Linked DNA regions of Mus musculus: regions 2 and 3 are each linked to region 1. A link is a contact called in public ChIA-PET and promoter capture Hi-C data. All regions are on one chromosome and are shown on one strand. The core of a region is the stretch at or near the end of the contact, and the rest is flanking DNA. Distances in the headings are between cores, read along the strand shown.

Region 1 (4,550 bases), core at 872-3,371:
AGTGTGACGTTACCGGGGAAAAGGACAAGAAGATCCAATGATATCCTATATATAGCATGCTTCAGGCGTCCAGTTCATCTTTCCCAGGTCCTAACATGAGGATTCCAGTTAAGGATAGCAGCAGTTCTGCATAGCTGAGCAGACCCAGTCAAGTCACTCATCCTCTTCTTCTTCATTGTCTAGTCTGCAGCAGAGTGGTCTGACAAGTCTCAAGAAATGTGTGAGGTCTCTTTCTGGGAGACAGTTCCACTTCTGGTCAACACCAGATTTCTCAACCTTTTCTTTATTCCAGCATGAGAGATTTATTTGCAAGACAATTGTGATTTCTTGGAGTGCATCATCTCAGTAGTTTGACAGTTCAAAGGAGGGCCACTCTCATCTCCTAGGAATATTTCCATTCCCACTAAGATGTTTACATGGCCAACGTTTGGGGTCCAAATGTCAAGAATGTTGAAAGACTGGTACACTGTGTCAAGGCTAAGTCTGGTATATTGTCATGTGTAGTCAATGCTCATTGCCGTATTTGTTCACAAACTCGGCTCCGCCTTTCCTTGCTAATCTTCATTCTGTGGTGGAATGGGGGTGTCCATCAGCATAGTAAAAAACATGACTGGTCTTTTCATATTACTCCAAATGTGCAAGAGTCAAGGGACAAATATTGGAACTCTGGTCAGATTCGTAATTGTCTTGAATGAGTTGAAATGAGATTAATGTTTATTTTTAAACTCATAAATTTAAAGAAGGATGCTATTGATTTGAAAACCCTCTTTAGCTTGAATATAAATAACACAGCTGTGCAAGCTAGCTTTTTGTTGTTGTTGTTGTTAGGTGGACACAAGCTAGAATCATCTGAAAAGAGGGAACCTCAGTTGAGAAAATACCTGGATCAAATTGCAATGTAGGCACCCTGTGGGGCATTTTCTTAATGGTTGATGTGGAAGGGCAAGACCTAATGTGGGTGGTGCCACCCCAGGCAGGTGGTCCTGAGTTATCTAAATAGCAGGCTAAGCAGGCCATGGAGAGCACACCAACAAGTAACTTTCGCTCCTGGCTTTTGCTTCCATTCCTGCCTCTAGGTTTTTGTCTTGAGTTCCTGCCTGATCATGGACTTGTAGCCTGTAAGCCAAATAAGCCTTTTCCTCTCCAAGTCGTTTTTGGCCAGTGGTTTAACCCAGGAAGAGAGAAAGCAAATTAAGACTCTGACCATAAAATTTATTATCTCATAGGAGAATGCTTTTGAGATTGAAAGGGGGATTTCTATTAATTTTACCGTAAGAAAATCAGGTATATCAGTCACTTGAATTTTAGAAGATGAAATAAGGACAATATTTTTAATTTTTCTAAGCATGTTTGAGTTTTTTGGCTTTTGGCCTTAGGGTTAAGGTTCAATCAATATTTTCTCCCCTTCATCTGATTAATAAAAGATAAGCATTTGGTAATAAGTTACTCTTTAGAAGATAAAAGTGGGTGTGGTGGTGCATACCTGTACTCTCAGCCTTTAGGAGGCAGTGGCAGGAACATGAATAACACGAAGGGCAGCTAGTGAGTGGGTGACCAACCTGGATTACCCTGTTCAAAAAAAAAAAAAAACAACCCAAAACGAAACAGAACAAGCAAAAAAAAAACCAGACAAATGAGGTGTAAAAAAACCTGAAAAATGTTTTTGTTTGTCCATTTAAGTTTCCCCTCATCAGGTAGAAATGTTAACGTTACAATAAAGTTAAAAACGATCAGAGGCAGGGAGCCCCTGTCTCAGTGGAAATAAATAAGTAATAAAATAAAAAAAAATGTATCTCCGAAAGTCCTGATTGGTCTTCTTCCCTATAGAAAAATAGAATTTTGAGGAGGAAGTGTTAAGGTCCGTTATCTTTTGGGTAGACTAGGTCTGGAAGGAAGTTCAAAAGACTACAGTTTGTTGGTGGCCACGCCCACTGAGTGATGGATCAGCTACACCTGCACTTCCGACCTCCAGCGTTTTTCTAGAATCGCTTGTTCTCTGGGCAGAAGCCTCAGGGCATGTGAAGGTGGAAAAACTCCCACTCCTGGGTGACGTCACATAAGAGGGTGTGACCTTTTGGGAGGTGCGGCTTCCTAGGGGCGGAGCCAGGGAGGGAGGGGGCAGGGCGGCGGTCGGGGAGTGGGGCGCGCATGCGCGGTGAGGGGGCGGAACCGGGGCGGGGTTGTGCGCTGTGTTCTGAGAGAAGGCGGTGGCAGGATTCGGGCTGCGCGGGGACGGCGGGTTCGGGTCTGGGGTGGACGCCACCGGCCGGAGTGAGGCGGCCAGGAAACAAATCCCGGCCGGTCTTCAGGACCGGACAGCAACCAGCGGGGCCGAGGCCGGGGTGTGCGGCCTGGAGGACAGAGGCCAAGGCTGAGCAAGTGTCCGGGCCGGGGCGCGCCAGGTAGGTGGGCCGAGCTGGGCCGTGCCAGGTCCGGTGTGCCGGGCTTAGCGGAGTGGGCTGGGCGGCTGGGAGCTGGAGACACTGGGAACCCGGCCCGGTGGCGCCCGCGGTTGTCATGGCAGTGGTACAGCCTAGCGGTTCGCTGGCCGCGTCTTTGGAGCGCGATCCTAGACTTGCGGTCCCCTTGCCGCGGGCTTCTCGGGGAGCCGTGCGATGCTATACAACGCGCCCGCCGGCTGCATCTCTGCTGTATCCCATAGGCATCCGACGCTGAAGGCCTCGCGGTATCTCGGGTGTCAACACACCGGGTAAAAATAAACATACATGTTGGTGGGAGACACGGACTCTACGTCCTCGCAACTCTTTGAGCATTTTCTGTTCGCGCATCGGCCAGGACAGGATCTCCCTCACCTTTGCTTTATGTATTTTATATTCTTCTGGCTTTCCTAATAAGCTAATTGAGGCCTGAGAGGTTTGCAGGGATCCGTGGTCGTCTTTTGCAAAGCCAGTCATGAATGTGTAGGCCACGGAAACACTCAAAATGTCAGACACAAATATATATCTTTGTGGGCGAAGGGAAGGAGTGTTGATGGGCCTTGGTTTCTCTTGCCCCTTCTCTCCTGCCCTCTGACATTACATAATGGTGGGTTCCTCCTGCCTGGATTTGACAGCTCATGAAAATGTCTCTCTGGGTAAGAAGGAAGTAAGTATTGGCCGTTGTAAATCTTTGCCTCTTAATGTGTTTGATGTTGAGAGATTGCCTAAGAGTAGAATGTGATTTGTCACCTGCCAGTTAGGGCCTCTGGGCCAAGGGGATGGGGGTGGGGTGGTACGGAAGTTGGGGTGTTGCAGTAATATTCTGCTTCGTTCACTCCTGTTCCCCGGGTGGGTTGTGTGGACAATGGGGACATCACAGGGCTGGGACATCACACAGCTGGTTGATCTGGGTGTGAATCCTGAAGGTTTTGTCACTTGCTAACTCAGGTTCTCAAGACCCTCATCAGTAAGAGGTGTAAACAGAACCTCATTAGCTGCGTTTGTTTTGAAATCTAATTGCCAGTGTCAGGCAGTGAACAGCTATAGGTTGTCCTACTTAGCCTGGTTGTTGGGTGAAGACGGAATTTTTCTTTGGATCTGGACTAGGGCCCTTGTTTGAGGACTGCTTTGACAAAAGGTTTCTCTTCGAAAATTCAGTTCTTTCATTCGAGGAGGTCTGTGTATTGGTCTGTACCTGTGGTGGTATCAGGAGATTGAAATGCTGTTTCCTGGGTGGCACTACATGTGAACACCGTTGCCTGGAGGTGTGTTCCCTGTGTCTTGTCAACATGATGTAGAAGAGTCAAAGTCACTAGGATGGTCGTCTTTAAAGACTGGGCTTACCGGAGTGGATGTTGGGTAAATACAGAGAAACCAGAGGACTGTGTTCCTACAGTGAGAACATTTGTCATCCTTCCTTAGCTACTTGACTTGGTCTAGCTACTGTTCCTTTCAGAATCTGCTTAGGCCCCCAGGCAGACTCGGTTTAGGAGATACATTGTAATAGTTTATTCCATTGTTTTGGAAACTGGATACTTTGTAGTATTGCTGTTAAAATCAATATTGGTTGGCTAAAATCACCTTAAGGAAATGACACAGAAGCTTTGTATCAATGACCTGACCCTGGAGAAGTAGAAAGTGTGTGGTAAAGAATTATTCACTCTTTCCAGCTGCCTACCCAGGAGAATTCTCAGCCAGCCCCTGAATGCACCAAAGGAAGGGACTAGGGAGCGCTGGGGACCAGTAACTTCCATCACCACCCTATGGTTTAGCGTCTCAGAGAGACCTCAGAGTGGAGGGGAAACTTTCCATCGAGGCTATTTTTTTCTTAGTTTGGCTTTTTAGTGAAAAACTCCTCCTTAGCCTCCATTTCCAGAGAAGTTCTCAGCATCATCAACTACTTGATGGTGTCAGGAGGCTGACTCTGTAAACAGTGGAGAAAGCTGGATTATCTCCTGCTTCTTTTGCAGAACTTGATTGATGAGCAAGAGACTGGTCCTGGGGCAGAGGCTCTGAGCAGAGCATGTGTTAGGGAGACACTATTCACTCCTTGCAGGTCTGCTTCACTATGCTTGTCTCTCTGTGCTTAAAAAGGAAAAGGCTCTCACAAAC
Region 2 (4,550 bases), core at 1,288-3,787, 240 kb after region 1:
ACCAAGTACCTAATCTATTAGCTCAATAAAACACTCAATGATGACTTCTGACTCTAAGAACAGGGGCACTACCTCAGTAAACTGTGACTTGGAATTTTAAGCCTGGTATGACATTATACAAACACACTTTTCACTTTCTGTCTATATATAGTCATATTTTGCTTCAGGGAGGATTTTGTTGGGGAAGGGCAGGTAGAGCTGATTATTAGAATAAATATCTAGCTGACATAAATCAGGAAGTAGAGATATGCAGAATCATTCTAAAATGATAATTTAAAAGGTTTTATTAATGGGGCTGGAGAGATTGCTCAGCAGTTAAGAGCACTGTCTGCTCTTCCAGAAGGCCTGAGTTCAATTCCCAGCAACCACATGGCGGCTCACAACCATCTGTAATGAGATCTGATGCCCTCTTCTGGCCTGTAGGGATACATGCAAGCAGAGTGCTATATACATAATAAATATATAAATCTTTAAAAAAAAAAGTTTTTATTAAGCTAAGTGGTGGTGGCCCATGCCATTAATGCAAGCACTTGGGAGGCAAAGACAGACAGATATCTATGAGTTCGAGGCCAGTCTGGTCTACAGAGCAAGTTCCAGGACAGCCAAGGCTACACAGAGAAATCCTGTTTCAAGAAACAACAACAAAGAGAGAGAGAGAGAGAGAGAGAGAGAGAGAGAGAGAGAGAGAGAGAGAAGTTGTTTTATTACATACAAATGAAGCCTATATAAAAGTATAAATGCTATAGATTAGCCATCCATAATACCCCAGAAGCATATGGAGTATTAAATACTGGGCCTAAGAAGTTAGCAAACCCCATTTTAGGGAAGATACGGTTAGGGAATTCTACTAATAAGTTCTGACATCTCAAAAGGAGGAGGAGTGTTACACTCCACCGGAATGCAGCTATTCATTTTACACCAGGGTTTTCCAAACTAAGCTTCATCGTGAAGCACACGTGAATGAAATCTCCAGAGAGGAGGAAACAGAACACACCTCGTACCCTTAAACCACCCCAGGCAGCTTGAGGCTGGCTCGTTAGACACAGGTGACCTACATTTGTGTCCGAGGCCACATATGTGAATACTTATCTACCGCCCTTACCTTAAGACTGTCCTGGCTATATTAATTGATAACAACCAAGTCTTTGAACAAAAAAATGACTACGTAACTAGCCATTCCTCCATCCTCCAAAAGAGGCTTCAACTCTAAACCGCAGAATGAGGAATATGTTTTGTTAATAGATTTAACAATCTTGCATCTGGGTTTGTTTTTTTTTTTTAATTAAGTTTTTAAAGTGTTCTCTGAAATATCCCATATGTTCCACGGCTAAGAACACTTTGGTTAACATTTGGTAGAGTCCTTCATCAGCATCCCACAGACAAAACAGAGGTGCCTGAAAGAACAAGAGGCACGATTCATGACACCCCGGATCAATGAACACCATGACGTAAGCCTGCACAACTTTATAAACCGCAATTATGAAAAACTCATGCCCTTTCCACTTAGAGAACATAAATATTTCTTTTATACAGCTTACATAATTTCATTGTCTAGTATGTGTTATGATTTACACTCAGGGGTTAATGGAACCTATGTCACCATAACCTGTTAGTAAAACTATTCTTTAAGCATTTGGAAGAGAAAGGAGCCTGAACCACAGAGCGCGTGTTACATGATTCTAAATTTAGATTTTTACATTCAAGTGAATAACCATGTCATTCTTTTATCTTTTACTAAATAATTTGTCGGCAGCAAAAAGCACAACAGCAAAATAGATGGCAGGCTCGAAGAAGATAACATACCATCTACAGCTATTTCCGAATTCTAAATGTAAGCCGTGAACCCGCTCCTGAGATCACAACGCTTAGAGAAATAAAAGCGGGCGCGGGAAGCGTACCACTGCCACCACTTAACGCCAAGCCTTCCAGACATCACCTGTCACACCTGGAGGGGTCCGAGACCCCACCTGAGGTCGGGGAGGGGATCCCACTCGCCGCTTCCATGGGATGGAGGAAACCCAGGCCTGGGAGGAATCCGGGCTCGCTCCCCCCGTACCTCCCGGAACATCTTAGTTCCCCGCAGGCAAGCGGCCCCCGCCCTACCTGCCCCGCGGCGGCGCCACCTCCAGCCCCCCAGCCCCCCAGCCCTCCAACCCTCCAGCCTTCCAACCCTCCAGTCGCGGGATCCTGCCCGCAACTCTTGGTCTCGGTGCACGCGCACACAGCACTGCACTTTCCCGGTGCTCCGGGACCGCCCGAGGCTCCAGGCCAACCACCGGGAAGGAGCGCAGCACCGAGGGGCTGCGGCTGCGGCGAGGCGCGGAGGGCGGCCGGCCCGCGCCCCGCTCCCGGTTCCGAGGCCCGGTGCGCGCGCGATCGGACGGCGGCCTCGGGACGCCCCGCCTCAGCCACCAGCAGGTGGGTGTTCCGCGGACCCCGCCGTACTCCTCCTGGCCGCCCCCTGCCCGGCGCCCCGCGCTCCTCACCTGCCGCGGGCCAGGGCGCTTCTGCCGCGGCCGCCGGCGTCGCTGCTGGAGCCGCCTCCGCCGCCGCGGGCCGCGCGCCCCGCCCTCGCCAGGGACAGCCCCTGCCCAGCCCCCGCCCCAGTTCCCGCCAGCCATTGGCCGCCACTTCCCTAAGCGCCCCGCCGCCGCTGCCAGTGGCCGGCCAGCCTGTCACTCAACGGCGCAATAGAGCAGCCTATATATTTCTCCCCAGCCCCTTTTTGCATCGGTGTTGCGGCCGGGGCTGGAGCGCAGCCGCCACATCTGGCTTGTACCCTCCGGCCTGAGCGCATGCAACCTCGGGAGGCAACAAAGGCCCCAGTGAGCCCACGGAATACAACCTGGTCACCATGGCCTTTCCTCCTAGCTCTGGGTCCCATCTTCTGGCGGTCCAGGCGCGGTGACAGGTCCTGGCTCTAATCCAACCATAGCTTCCAAGGCCCGCTGTTCCAAGCATTACACTGCCAGCATCAGTGAGGAGCATCGTTATCCTCCAGCTTCCAGGAGGAGGCAGAGACGCAGGGAGGACCATTTGGAGCAACTAGAAGCAACAAATATGACTAGGGTTTAAAGGCACACCACTCAGTGCTAATGTCCCCGATTTTTCTACTATGCAGTGTTAGTCTTCCCTTCTCTCTTGAGCACGTGTCAGATGACCATTTCTTAAAGTTTAAAACTGGTTTCAGATCGAAATGGATGGACATCTATAGAAAACGTGAGTGGCCTGCCCCTGTGCACGTTATCTGTTAGCTATCAAGCCTGGCATATATTAAGATCTTTAATTGCTTCTTACCATAATCCCGGCAAATCTTTAATTGCTTATCATATATGTTAATCCCCATTTCTCACAGATGAGCTTAAAAGGTTAAAGAGTTTACCTGTGGTTACAGAGCTAATAAGATAAGAGATGTGTCTGTCCTCCCTGTTACCATAATCCTCCCAACAACACTGCAAAGACATACAAGAAATCAAAAAACTAGGAAACAGCCTTGTTCCTGGCAAACACCAAGGCAATAAATATCTGGATCAGAAGACGACAGTAATTCAAAAATAGAAAACTCTAGTATACAACATCGGAATGAGGGGTTTTTGTTTTTGGGGGGGACGTTTTTTTTTTGTCTCAAAATTAAGTGTTTAATAATTAGCTATTATATTTATAGGTTTCTCAGCTCTCCTGTGGTGAGATTTCTCTCCGTTGTTCCTAAGCTGTTTTCAAAATCCCAAAAGAGGCTCACAGTCTTCTTCCCCCAGCTCTGCACCAGCCGGGGTATGGGAGAAGCATGATAAACCCAGTGGCAGCTTTGCTTTCTACTTTGGGGGGAAATAGAGCTAAATTCCCTGTATAACTGTGCCTAAAACATTGACAGTTAGCAACCCAGCACTAGACTTCAAGATGGACACAAGCACTATAGATGGAACCCCTACCAGACACAGCGTCTGAAACACGGTTGGGGTGAATTGCTAATTCTCCTGTCAGCATAGACACACCAGGCCTTGCTACCTTTCTACTGTTCTGAGTGTCAGATCAGTTCACAGCTTCAAGCAGAGGAAGAAAATACTCGACAGGAGAGAAACAGCCCTTGAGCTATGTTAGGGTCAGCTAAAAGACTGAGCAACACAGACAGTCATTTTTCCGATATCCCAATGTTATACAGAGAGAAACTAGAGAATTTCATGGATACAAATAGTTATTTAGGCAACTAACCGCGATTAAACCCAATTCTCCTTAATTCAGAGACTTCTGCTTCTCTGTTTCCATTTTCACCTTTAGCAACCCACCAGCTATCGGATGACTGAATGAATCTTAAAAAGACCTATTTCCGCTTTCTCTATTTTTTCCCCCCTGGTAAAGGAAGGGAATGAGAGTGTTCACAGACATTTTCTAAGCAAAGATCAAGGTCAGATGAGAGGAGAAAAAGGAAAAGATACGATGTGGGTACGGACTGGAGTGGTACCTTCAGGAAGAGTACATATTCAGACTCTGTAAACAGGGAAACATCAGAAGTTAAAAGAAGCAATAGACATCCATGAATTGAAGACCTTTTA
Region 3 (4,550 bases), core at 1,191-3,690, 180 kb after region 1:
ACAAAAAAAAATTACCTGCCAGCCCCCTCGACTTGGAGCAAAAGTAGAGCTGTGTGGTGACCTAAAGTCCCATGTTCCTTCATCCTATTCTTCTCGACCGCCCCCTACTGAGCTCCAGCCACTCACCAGCTTCCTCCTGAACATCTCAGGAATGCTGTGGTCACATGTCCTTGCCCTATGACCTCTGTGCCAATAAACCTACTCCATGGTGGCCACGCATCGTTTCCCTTTCTTCCTTTCCCTGACCCTCATCTTCCAAGGAGCTCCCAAGCACCTGTCATGCGAGTCTTCTATGGACAGGTTGTATTTTACTCCCTAACGTACCCACCTCCTTTCTTGTTGGATCATGACTGAACTCCATGGGATATGAAATAAATACATTTTCAGTCATCATCTATATGATTTATAACTAACATGTATATAAATATCTTAAGGGTTTAGCTGCTGAAAAGCAACAGGCCAAGATACTACTGATGCCCAAGTATGGTCACGCACCGTTTAAAATCCAGACAACCGACTAGATTAGTACAGATACAGGGCAGAGCGCCTTCCACACTGTAGAAGCTCCGGCTCCAGCCTCCCTCCCCACCTGCCCCATTGTGGCCCCTTTCTGACCCCTTTCTGGCCCCTTTCTGGCCCCATTCTGGCCCCTTTCTGGCTCTATCCTGCTGCTTTAACTACTTTTCCTCCTGACTCCTCCTCTTAGCAGCTACATTCGACATCAGAAGACACAGAACTGATCAACGAGTATCTTTATGATTGGACTAAAACTTCCCCCTAATCACAGGGCAAATCACCCCTCAATTGGAGGCAACTATTTCAGAGGCTGAGGCTGAACCCCATGGCAGGAGCAATCATACCCAGAAACCAGACTGCCCCCTCAAATGATGACAGGGATGGAAGGAATGCTTTGCAGATTCAGAACTGAGACACACAGATCTCAGAGCATTGGCCTGAACCAGATTTCCTGACAGTCTGTCAAGCAAACTCCAGAGCCCCTTCTGTTTCTCGTTTCTACCAAATCTCCAAGTTCTATCAGGCCCTGGAGACAGACTTTGGGTCCTGAAGCCCTTCAATTGTTCTGTCTCACATGGCCGTGTTGACTGAAGCAAAGTCCTTTCTCTGTTCTCATCAACAATAATCTGGAGGTGTGGTTGAGGCTAGCCCATCAATGATCATCTGGATGTGTAGCCGAGGCTAGCCCACTGGGACTCTGAAGACAAAACTTTAACCCTAAACTCTAGTAATTTTACCAACTCAACCTACTAAACACCTCTATGAAAATATGTCATGCAAGCATACAGGCAGGATCCATTTCCTCTGGGCGCACATGAAGCACAGAAGCCAACAAACGAGTACTGAGAAGGCTGAAAGGGACACCACCACGTAAATGGTGTTCTCTGACTACAGAGGGTTTGAAGTGGAGATTGGTTAACAGTGGGGATTGTGAGAAATTCTCAAATAGGTAAGAATGTAAAAACACATTTCTACGTAACCCATGGGTCAAGGGAAAAAATTACATAGGAACTTAGAAAGTATTCTGATCTGAATGAGAAAACCAGGGGGCATGTATGGGGTGCAGGGGCTGGGGAGATGGCTCAGCAGTTAAGAGCAGTGACTGCTCTTGCAGGGGACCTGTGTTTGGTTCCTGGCAACTATACCAGGCAGCTCACAACCATCACCTATAACTCCAGCTCTGGGGCGATCTGCCACTTCTGGCCCCTGCGGGTACCACACATGTGGTGCACACTCCCATTCATAGTCATTCACATCCACCCTCCTTCTCTTTAAGCTTAAAAAAAAAAAAGAACTTGAGATATAGTTAACATGGTTCTTAGAGGGAGCTTATAGCTTTGAATTGCTTACATTGCTAAAGAAAAAAAAAACCCCACCCATCATCTCTGCGTGCATCTTTTTAGGAACAAAGCAGCAGAAAAGCAAAACTGAAAGAACTGTGGCTGTGAATGCCACAGAGACAAGACAGAGTCACAGGGTCTGTGTCTCCTCCTCCTGCCAGCTACCCTGAGCCCCAAGACTTCTGAGGTCTCAGAGGTGAAAAAATGCAAACAGAACTCAGGGAATGGAGCCAGGACAGACATTCACAGCCAGGATAGATATCGGAGAGCCAACGGTAGTGCTGCACGGACTGCTCAGCAATCTGTACATCAAATTAGGAGTTAATCTCCCCCCGAAAACAGAGAGCCATCGTGACAGAAAGAAATACTCTTGTACAAATTTCAGATCGGGGAATTTATCTGTCATTGTCCCCAGCACCTGCTTCACAGTGGTACTTCAATAAACACTCATTCAACAAGAGAAAGAGTCTGAGAAAACATAATTCCAGTGAGTGAGAGCCGTGGCTGAGGCTGGCAATATGCCTCATGTACTTCAGGGGAGGAAAGGTTTAAAACTGCACAGGCGACTAACCTCACCCAAAGCACACAAAGTGAGAATCTAACAGGAAAGACTGAGCCTTAGAAAGCTTTGGAGTGGTTAAGACAGTCAGCAGGCGTCCCCAAGTTCCTTCCTGGAAATCACACAACCGTTATCAATGAGACGCAGATACAAGAACCACCCGCTTCACTCTGAAATATTAACAACTGAAATTCCCAGACTCTCGAGGGCATGGCTTTGTCTCATGACCAGAGGTGACAAGCAAGAAGAGCTCTGTGGCTGAAGGAAAGTTGGCAAGTTTATTTTTGTAAAATAGTAGTAGTAGAAGTAGTAATATAATTATCGCCCAGGTGCCTAGAACACAGCTTTATCCCCTGTCAGCCAGTAGCCTAAAAGCCCATACCCTCAGTGACTCATAAAAATACAAGTAGAATACAAAGTAATAAGAAAAAAGGTTTCTGAGTAGAGTCTATCAACAAACTCACTGAGAGAAGAGAGAGGACAGAGGGAGGTGAGGGGACGGAGAGGACGAAGGAAAAGAAACTTGCAGTCAATGACTTGACCATTGCCTTAAGGAAAAGAACAAAGAAAACCACACTCAACTGAAGATGTTGCCATAGAGACGTCACTGCAATGATTCTGAAGGTGTTTGGAAACACAAAGGGCTTCAACGTCTGAAGCAATCCTGAGCAGACCAAAACTGTAGGACCAGACTGTGCGGCGGCGTCAGTACTTCCCACCAACCTACAGGAGGCGGTGAAGTGCTGGCATGAGGTTTAGCTCCAAATCCAGATAATGAAATACAACAGGAAACACACACACCTAACAGTCACTGAATTTTCAATAAATATGTCAGAGAGGTCACGGTGTTCACAGTGTTCTCTCAACACGAGCAACTGGGTTAATGAATGGGTGATGGTCGGAACTTTCACATTACCTTATACCTCGACAGAAGCTAACTCAATGGGGCATAGTCATAATGTAAAAGTTAAAAGTATGACCATTTTCAGGAGGATCACAGTGGGCAGGGCTCTCTTACATCACTAAATAATCAAGAAAAATGCACCCACATACATGTCCACAGGTCAACTGGATGGACGCAAACCTACCAACTCCGGTTCCTACTTCCAAGTACATAAGTTTGTTTCAAGTTGACAAAAACTAACCCTGACAGTCTATGGGACAGTTGTAGGAGAAGCTTAGCTGAGTTTTTCTCAATCAAGACAGGAGGAAGAACATCCAAAGGACAACAGTGTTTGCCGAACACTGATAACTGCAGCATGAAGCCAAAACAGGATATGAAGAGAAGAAGGGAAGGGAATACACCAAACCGGTGTAGAAAGCGGGACAAACCTAACAGAGCAGGGGCAGCGTCACACAGCACCACACAGCCATCTCACCCTGAAGCCAAACGCAGCCCCAAAAGCAGATTAATCTGATAACAGACACGGAAGCCTGTTTATTAATGCGGTGGAATGCACTAGGCAAGATAACCTAACAAGTAAGGGCAGCTGGGACAGAGGCCGGGCAAACAGAAAAGAGCAAACCCACCAATTTTAGTGAGTCCCTAATAGGAAACTCTCTAAATACTACCTAAGAAACTAGAAAGATCCATAAAAGGCTCAATACAATGTTGCAAAGTGGGATCAGGAGTGGGGAAGGGCATGTACTAATGCACACCTGCAGGCCCAACTGTCTGTGAGGCGGTTCAGGATCACAAGCTCAAGGCCTCCCTCTTTCAAACTAAAGGGTTTTCTGTAAAAGTCTGGTGTTTTAATCAGGGTTTCTATTCCTGCACAAACATCATGACCAAGATGCAAGTTGGGGAGGAAAGGGTTTATTCAGCTTACACATCCACATTGCTGTTCATCACCAAAGGATGCAGGACTGGAACTCACACAGGGCAGGAAGCAGGAGCTGATGCAGAGGCGATGGAGGGATGTTGCTTATTGGCTTGCCTCCCCTGGCTTGCTCAGTTTGCTTTCTTATAGAACCCAGGACTACCAGCCCTCCAGCCTTGATCACTAATTGAGAAAATGTCCCACAGCTGGATCTCGTGGAGACATTTCCCCAACTGAAGCTCCTTTCTCTGTGATAACTCCAGTCTGTGTCAAGTTGACACACAAAACCAGCCAGTACACCTGGTTATACCACTC

Evidence for each region. ChIA-PET counts read pairs in DNA pulled down with a chosen protein or histone mark. Capture Hi-C pulls out chosen DNA fragments and counts their contacts.
Region 2: a promoter capture Hi-C map of adipose tissue shows a contact between it and region 1, with 2.6 times the contacts expected there. The contact joins the promoter of Mgat4a here to the promoter of Inpp4a in region 1. A contact is called at or near these places in 5 of 39 promoter capture datasets (the HPC-7 cell line, embryonic stem cells, pre-B cells and 1 more), 6 of 484 Hi-C or Micro-C datasets (CD4 T cells, CD8 T cells, embryonic stem cells and 1 more), 5 of 115 datasets of contacts at active chromatin or transcription factors (bone marrow-derived macrophages, effector CD8 T cells, embryonic stem cells and 1 more) and 3 of 9 other capture datasets (adipose tissue, liver and macrophages).
Region 3: a contact with region 1 is called in an RNA polymerase II ChIA-PET map of memory CD8 T cells, with 229 read pairs. The contact joins the enhancer-like site here to the promoter of Inpp4a in region 1. A contact is called at or near these places in 5 of 39 promoter capture datasets (the HPC-7 cell line, HPC-7-derived erythroid cells, hippocampal neurons and 2 more), 3 of 484 Hi-C or Micro-C datasets (natural killer cells, neutrophils and pre-megakaryocyte-erythroid progenitors), 7 of 115 datasets of contacts at active chromatin or transcription factors (CD8 T cells, bone marrow-derived macrophages, double positive thymocytes and 4 more) and 3 of 9 other capture datasets (adipose tissue, liver and pancreatic islet).

The regions. Positions count from the first base shown.
Region 1 is chr1:37,297,717-37,302,266 of GRCm38.p6, forward strand. It overlaps Inpp4a (inositol polyphosphate-4-phosphatase, type I), which reads left to right and starts at 2,122. Exons shown (of 26, transcript NM_030266.4): 1 at 2,122-2,402.
Region 2 is chr1:37,538,479-37,543,028 of GRCm38.p6, forward strand. Mgat4a (mannoside acetylglucosaminyltransferase 4, isoenzyme A) reads right to left here and starts at 2,538. Exons shown (of 16, transcript NM_173870.3): 1 at 2,487-2,538.
Region 3 is chr1:37,476,136-37,480,685 of GRCm38.p6, forward strand. The region is part of intron 5 of Mgat4a (mannoside acetylglucosaminyltransferase 4, isoenzyme A); the gene reads right to left. Among named protein-coding and RNA genes, the nearest start is that of Gm39627, 25 kb to the right of the region's middle. Within about 2 kb of position 2,441, at least 101 of the 459 cell types and tissues checked have an H3K27ac peak or open chromatin away from gene starts, as enhancers often do. A contact at or near this core is called in CD8 T cells, the HPC-7 cell line, adipose tissue and 7 more, where this site is marked.